2 separate regions of the Sus scrofa genome follow, and region 1 is linked to region 2. A link is a contact called in public HiChIP or PLAC-seq data. All regions are on one chromosome and are shown on one strand. The core of a region is the stretch at or near the end of the contact, and the rest is flanking DNA. Distances in the headings are between cores, read along the strand shown.

Region 1 (3,812 bases), core at 1,170-3,669, 120 kb after region 2:
GCTTTGAGTGTCAGGAGCCTGGGAGGAGGTGGCAAGGGGCTCCCGTGTCAAGGAGGTGTGGGATCATCAGGGTATTGTTCCTGTTTTTCCCACAGGGAGGCTGGAGCTCACTCACAGGAGGGATGGAGGACACTTGTTGACTAGTGTCCCCTAAATTCACATCCACCCAGAACCTCAGACTGTGACCTTATTGGGAAAGAGGGTCTTTGCAGATGTAATTTATTAAGGATCTTAAGATCATCCTGGATTTAGAGTGGGTCCTAAATCGAATGACTGCAGTCCCTGTAAGGAGAGGTGAGGACAGAGAGAGACCCAGGGAAAAAGACATGTGAGAGTGGAGGCAGAGACAGAGGGAGGCATCCACTTGAGGAACGCCTGGGCTGGCAAAAGCTGGAGAAGGCGAGGGAGGATCTCCCCTGAGCCTCTGGAGGGAGCTGCTAGGGGAGATGGGGGGCAGACTGGCTTTCCTGGGAGGGAAGAATAAAGGCAACTCGGGCCAAAGCCACCTGAATGGCAGGGGGATTTTGTGCAGCCCCAGCGAGGCCAGGTGGGAGGGACCCTTCCAGCCCCTGTTCCCTGGCTGGCTTTCCCTGTGCCTTCCCTGTCCTGGGATCTCTGGCAGGCCTGGTGCCCACCTCAGCCCTCAGAGGCTTCAAGTGCCCTGGTCCTCTAACATGCACATCTTCTTCTCACCCAGCCACTCAGCTCTCCTGATGCTTCGTTTCTTGAGGCTGCCATAAGAAAGCAACTCACACTGGGTGGCTTAAAGCTGCAGAAATGTATTCTGTCAAAGTTCTAGAGGGCAGAAGTCCAAGATCAAGGTGTTAGCGGGCAGTGCTCCCTCTGAAAGCCTTGGGGTGGGGTGGGGCTGGGGGGGGGATCCTTCTTTCCTGTCCCACCTTCTGGTGGTGATCAGCAATCCTTGACATCCCTTGATTTAAAGCTGTTTCACTCCAGTCTCTGCCTCTGTCATCACCTGGTCACCTGCCCTCGGTGTGTGTGTGATCCATTTTCTCCTTGTATAAGAACAACAGTCATTGGATCGATATCCCACCATTAATCATGTAACGCTTTTAAGTTAAGATGACCCCCTCTCGGAGTTCTTGTTGTGACGCATCAGAAACAAATCCGACCAGTGTCCATGAGGATGCGGGTTCAATCCCTGGCCTTGCTCAGTGGGTTAAGGATCCAGCGTTGTCGTGAGCTGCAGTGTAGGTTGCAGATGAGGCTCAGATCCCACATTGCTGTGGCTGTAGTATAGGCCAGAAGCTGTAGCGCTGGTTCAACCCCTAGCCTGGGAACTTCCATGTGCTCTGGGTGCAGCCCTAAAAAGCAAAAAAAAAAAGGATGACCTCCTCTTGGGGTTCCCACTGTGGTGCAACAGGATCAGCAGTGTCTCTGCAGCACCAGGACACAGGTTCAGTCCCCAGCCTGGCACAGGCACTTAAAGGATCCTGCGTTGCCCCAGCTGTAGCATAGGTCGCAGCCATGGCTCGGATCTGATTCCTGGCCCAGGAACTCCATATGCCTTGAGGCAACCAACAAATAAAAGAAAAAAAATTTTAAATTATCTCCTCTTAACTCATTACCTCTGCACAGATCCTCTAGCCAAGTAAGGTCACAATTTGAGATTCCAGGTGGGGACATCGATTGTGGGGGGCCCTTAAACCCAGTCCATTAGGGCTTGGGCAGATAGGTAGCTCCATCCCCACTTTGCAAACTGACACTAGAGCTTTGCAAACTGACACCAGACAGAAGAAGCAATTTGTCCCGGGTGAGAGAAGGTCATGGAGCTGGCACTAGGGTCTGTTTACTTGCCTAATAACTGTTTGTCAGCACCTACTTTGTGCCAAGGTGTTTCTCTTGAGGTGCTCAATACCTCAGATGAGCAGGCCCTGGATTCTAACAAGTTGAGCTGGTCCCCGCTCTGCCATTTGACAACTGTAACCTCGGACAGGTCACGTGACCTCTCTGAGCCTCCACCTTCCTTTCTGTACGTTGGCAGTAATAGGAGCCCCAAACCTTTCTCAAGGGGTTGTTGTGGTCACTAAAAGAGAAACACCATTCCAAGCACTTAGCACAGCCACTAATAAACGAAGCTACTGTAAGAAGCAGGAGCTTGGAAAGCGTCCAGGAAACAGTCGCTGTTTTCCTTACGGAATCTGGGCCACGTTCCAGGACTCCTTTAAAGAGCGAGGAATGGCATGTCCCTGCTCTGACCTCATCTATGACCTCAACCAGGGTCTTTTTTTTTTTTTTTTTTTTTTTTTTTCCTGAAGGGGACTCAGTGGCTTTGGCCATGGAGATAGAGCATGTCTCTGTGCCCTAGGGTCGCGCCCCGAAGGTGAGGCAGTGCTGTTGGGAGTCTGTGTGTGTGTGAGAGTGTGCGCACACGTGCTGTTCAGGAAGCTGACCGAGGATGGCCTTGGCAATGCCGTCATGTCACCATGGAAACAGATGCTGGGCTTAAAAGTCACCAGCACCTTGACTGTGAGGTTTTGTGCAGAAGCAGAAACCTGAACTTTTGGACCCTGGGAAGGGCATTTGTGGCAAGGGACCCTCAGAGGTGACCCAGGCATCCTGTCTCTCAGGCGGTGCCTCGGAAGGCCCTGCCCACTCCTCATGTTTGAGCTCTCTGAAAGCTTAGTGAGTACAAGAGGTGGCATTGGTTTTTGTTTGTTTTATTTTATACCAGAGTTATTGAGATGTAAGTCCCACACCACACAGTTCACACATTTAAAGTGTACCGTTTAGTGGCTTTTAGCATATTCGCAGAGTTGTGAAACCATCACAATTTTACAGTGTTTTCATCACCCCATAGAGAAGCCACTCTGTATTTTCCCCCCAGCCCCCAGGCAACGAATCAACTACTTTCTGATTATGGATTTGCCTGTTCTGGACATTTCATATAAATGGGATCGTACAGTGTATGGCCTTTTCTGTCTGGTTTCTTTCACTCAGCATGTTTTCAAGTTTCATCCATGTTGTAGCATGTGTCAGTACTTCCTTCCTTCTTTTCTTACAGACAAATCAGATTTCATTGCATGGATATAATTTGTTTATCCATTTATCAATTCATGGACATTTGGGTTGCTTCCACCTTTCAGCTGTTGTGACTAATGTGGCTATGAATCTTGGTTACAAATACTGGTTACAAGTTTCTTTGTTGACATATGTGTTCACTTTCTTGGATGTATATGCCCAGGAGTGGAATTATTGGGTCATATGGTAACTAACTCTATGTTCAACTTTTTGAAGAACAGTCAAACCGTTTTCCCTAGCAGCTGCACCATTTTTGCACCATTTTACATTCCCACCAGTAAAGTATAAGCATGACCATTTCTCCACATCCTCACCACCACTTATTGTCCGGCTTTTTAGCCATCCCAGTGGGTGTGAAGTGGTATGTCATTGTAGTTTTGATTTGCATTTCCCCAAGGTCTAGTTGTATTGAGCATCTTTTTACGTGATTATTGGTCCTTTTGTCTGTTCAAGTCCTTTGTCCTTTTTTTTTTTTTTTTTTTTTTTTTTTTGTCTTTTTGCCATTTCTTGGCCTGCTCTCGCAGCATATGGAGGTTCCCAGGCTAGGGGTCTAATCAGAGCTGTAGCCACCAGCCTATGCCAGGGCCACAACAACGCGGGATCCGAGCCGCATCTGCGACCTACACCACAGCTCATGGCAACGCTGGATCCTTAACCCACTGAGCAAGGCCGGGGATCGAACCCGCAACCTCATGGTTCCTAGTCGGATTCGTTAACCACTGCACCATGATGGGAACTCCTGTCCATTTTTTTAAATTAAATTTTATTGA
Region 2 (3,763 bases), core at 605-3,104:
CCTACTGAGACCTGGTTTTTATTATTTATTTGTTTTTGTCTTTTTGCCTTTTCTCGGGCCGCTCCCACAGCATATGGAGATTCCCAGGCTAGGGGTCTAATCGGAGCTGTAGGCACCAACCAGCCTACGCGGAGCCACAACGAGGGATCCGAGCTGTGTCTGCGACCTACACCACAGCTCAAGGCAACGCTGGATCCTCAACCCACTGAGGGAGGCTGGGGATCGAACCCGCAACCCCATGGTTCCTAGTTGGATTCGTTAACCACTGAGCGACAACGGGAACTCCCGAGATCTGGTTTTTAATGGTGTTAAGTCCTTAAAGTACTTAAGTAACTGGTCGGGTATGATCATTGCAGGGTTACAGTGGCAGTCATCCAGGTGCTTGGTTCTGACTGGCCTTATAGGTAGAGTCTCACTCTGGAGATCTGTGTACTCAGAATACCTTTAATGGGTCTTTGGGAACCTCTTAGTGGAGGGAAGGAGTTGACGGTTTCGTATTTGTGGGAACCCTTTGTCTCGGTATGAACATCACAAGACCGTGTTTTGAGGTGAGCTGTGTTATGATGGCTTTCTTGGCCCATTCAGTCTCCAAGGAGATGGGACAACCTTTGGTCAGTTGTTCTCTCTCCCAGTATCTGAACTGTCTTGGATTGCTTTAACTTTAGCTTGCACTTACCCTTCCAGGGAAAAGCACTCCTGGCTCCTCAACCTTGTAAGGTGATACTTGGCAATAGGTAAACTACCACTAGGTTTTAGGTGTGCCCTGGTTAATTCCATTACTTCAGATCTTGGCAGACAAAGCCATCCTTGCTCACTCTAAACAGACACTCTATGCTCTCTTTTAAATTTCACTCAGTACCCTCCTGGTCTTTTTATTTTCCAACTGGAGAGTCCAATCGGGAGGGAACATCAACATGAAGCATTTTCTGATCCTCTGCCAGTTCCTTCTTGAGGTCGAGAACTAGAACTTACCCTCTGGCTACTATTACTCCCACTGTTTCCCACTACTTTCGATGACCAAAGAGCTTTTCAGTTTTTGGCCCAGACCATATTTGGTGTCTTGAAGAGAGAACTGTTTCTGCAAATCTGGTCGGTAATGAATATAAGTACCAGGCATCAAGGTTTGGACTTCGATTGACTTGTTTGTCCACACATTCCAAATGCCTTCCGAAGGTTTCCAGCATTCGTTCCCCTTAATTTGTCATTTTACTACCAAAGGACTTGATTTCCCCCCCGGACCCCCCAATTCCTGCAGATTGCCCCTTCCCTTCCCCTGTCGACTCCTGAGTGTTAGCAAATCAGGCGAGGCTGACGGCATTAAGAGGGCCTAGAGGTCGTGGGCTGGGTCCCGCTCCCGGGGTCTCCCTGCGTGGAAGCGAGCCCCGGGCCTTCGGGGGTGGCCGGGGCAGAGGTCGCCAAGTTTGCCGGGTGGCTCCTGGCGGAGGCCGGCCCTCGGGACGGGCGGGCGGCTCCCCGCGTGGCCTGACGGAGGCGCAGGCCCGCTGCCGAGTGAGGGAATGCAAGGCGGGCCCGGCGCGCACGGGCAGCAGCGGCCGCTGGGGCGCGCGGGGCACGGCGGCGCCGCGGCGTAGAGCTGTCAGGCCGGTCCGCGGGCGCGCCTGGCCCCGCGCCCCGCCGGCCGCCGCCGCCTCCCCCTCGCCCACGGCCCGCGCACCGAGCGCTGACACCCGTGGCGGCCGGCACGTGCGCCCGCTCGCCTCCCGCCCGCCGACGGCCGGGGAGCATGCCCGCGGGGGCCCGGCCGCTCGCCTGGGGCCAGCTGGCGGCGGCGGCGCGCGGAGCGGCAGGGCGCAGCCGGCCGGGCCGGGGCCGCGGGGCCGGCGCCTCCCCAGCGGCGTGAGGCGGCGGCGGCCCAGCGCGGCCGAAGAGGACGGAGCCGCGCCGCGCGGAGCGGGTGAGTGTGGCGGCGGCCGGGCCGGAAGGCGGAGCGGCCGGCCCCCCTCCCCAGGCCCCCGGCGAACCCCGGGGATGTGGGGGCGCGGAGCAGGCACGCCGGCAGCCTGCCGGGTGGGAGGGAAAAGCGGGAGACCCGGCCCCGGCCGCCCCGCGCGGGGAGGAGGGTGTGGCGCGCGGGGACCCCGGACCCAGGAAATCGCCCCCAGCCCGGCCCCCGGGGGAGGCGCTGGCTCTCCGGATTCGGGGCCCTAGCGCTAATACCGAATTTCTGTCGGTTCCGGCCGGGGCGCGGAGGACTCCCCTCCCCCAGTGCCAAGTGTCACGGCGGTCAAGGGGCAGGTGTGTGTGTGTGTGGTGCTGGGCCTGCCCGGGCCGGCCCGCGCTCTGAGAGGAAGTGGTGGCCGAAGCCCTCTGTCCAGCCTTCTGGGCTTCCCGCCTCCGGCCAGACAGCCCTCCAGCCAGGTGGGTGTCCGGGGCCGGAGCATGGGCTGTGGCCCTCAGAGAAGGGGCCAGGACTTAGAAGAAGTGCTGCCGCTGTCCCCCTCGCTGGAAGAAAATCTGGCCTATCTCCATCCTGTGAGTCTCCCTTTCCTGTTGTAACCTGAGGTGCCAGCTCTGTTTTAGGGCAGCCAGCTTCCTCCTTACTCCCTCCACCCCATCCTTTCTTTTCAGGGGCAGGGCTGATGGGTGACTTGGGGAGGAGACCCTAGAGCTCCCCTCCCCCATAATGTGCACTCACTCCCCCGGGAAACCTCAGATGGAAGTTCTAAGTAAATAGAGTGTGTTTGCTAGGCAAATGTCATTTCAAGGCAAATCTTCTAGCTCTGTCCCTTTTCAACGCATTTGCTGCCTCTGCGTACATTCCTGATTCCTCATCCTACACTCCTCTCCCAACTTCTGAAATATGGACTGGGGTCTCAGGGCCCCCCTTCTCCTCTCCAGAAGCCGGATTCTTCAGAGAGGACCTCCTTTGGAGCATCTTTCTTAGTCTGCTGCTGGCTCTCAAGCAGCCCCCACCTGGGAGCCACTGGGGCTGAGAGGCTAGACACCCCCTCACCTCCTTTCTGAGGGGAATGTAGTAAATGCTCCCCTTCACCTGAATCTCCCCCACGGCCAAGCCCCCAGTGTGACTCATCTCTGCTCTGAACTCCCACTGCACCTTATCTGTGTCTCTTGTGTGACTCTTATCACCTCCTGCCTTATTTTAGTTACTTTTGTGCCTGGCTTATCTGTCCCGCTGGATTGTGAGCTCCTGGAGGATGGAGGACAGGTGCAGTTTGATTTGTCCCTGGTGGCCTTGGGTCAGCACCCTGTGCACTGTCAGCATCGGTGTCCAGATAGAGTAGAAGCCCCGTCCCTAGCTTGCCTCTGGGGCCCTAATTGATCTGACCCCTGATGGTCTCTGTTAAATTTTTCTTCTTTTGTGATGGGAGATTCCCAGTCTTTTCCTTTGCAGAGAGAAACCCAGTTAGGAAGCCATTGTTTTTCTGGTAGGGAGTGACTTGCCAAATGACCAGGACAGTACATGCTCTGCTGTGATGATGGCCAGGCCCAGACTGGACTCTCTAGGCTCTGGGTGTGGAATGGATATCTCTCTTTGGCCTTTGCACTCACGAGGCATGGGAGGCAGTAGGATGTAGAATTGGATTGTAGGAGTCAAGGTTCCAGGCCTGATCATCCCCATAAGGTCTGTACGAGCTTCCCTGAGTCCCTTGGTTTCTCTTGGTCTTGGGTGGTCCTTATGGAATCTGAAAGAAAATTCCTCTGTTTGGATGAGGTCCTTCAGGACCTGGAGCAGCATCCTCTGCCTTATCAATTGTTATTGAGACCCAGGATTGTTCGTGCC

The links. HiChIP or PLAC-seq counts read pairs in DNA pulled down with a chosen protein or histone mark.
Region 1: a contact with region 2 is called in an H3K27ac HiChIP or PLAC-seq map of skeletal muscle. The contact joins the enhancer-like site here to the promoter of PITPNM2 in region 2. A contact is called at or near these places in 2 of 5 promoter capture datasets (fetal liver and liver), 5 of 47 Hi-C or Micro-C datasets (alveolar macrophages, embryonic fibroblasts, heart right ventricle and 2 more) and 1 of 2 datasets of contacts at active chromatin or transcription factors (skeletal muscle).

Annotation. Positions count from the first base shown.
Region 1 is chr14:29,850,687-29,854,498 of Sscrofa11.1, forward strand. All of the region lies in intron 3 of PITPNM2 (membrane-associated phosphatidylinositol transfer protein 2), which reads left to right. Among named protein-coding and RNA genes, the nearest start is that of ARL6IP4, 36 kb to the right of the region's middle. Within about 2 kb of position 2,420, at least 26 of the 83 cell types and tissues checked have an H3K27ac peak or open chromatin away from gene starts, as enhancers often do. A contact at or near this core is called in embryonic fibroblasts, fetal liver, retroperitoneal adipose tissue and 1 more, where this site is marked.
Region 2 is chr14:29,728,246-29,732,008 of Sscrofa11.1, forward strand. PITPNM2 (membrane-associated phosphatidylinositol transfer protein 2) reads left to right here and starts at 1,855. Exons shown (of 27, transcript XM_005670599.3): 1 at 1,855-1,915.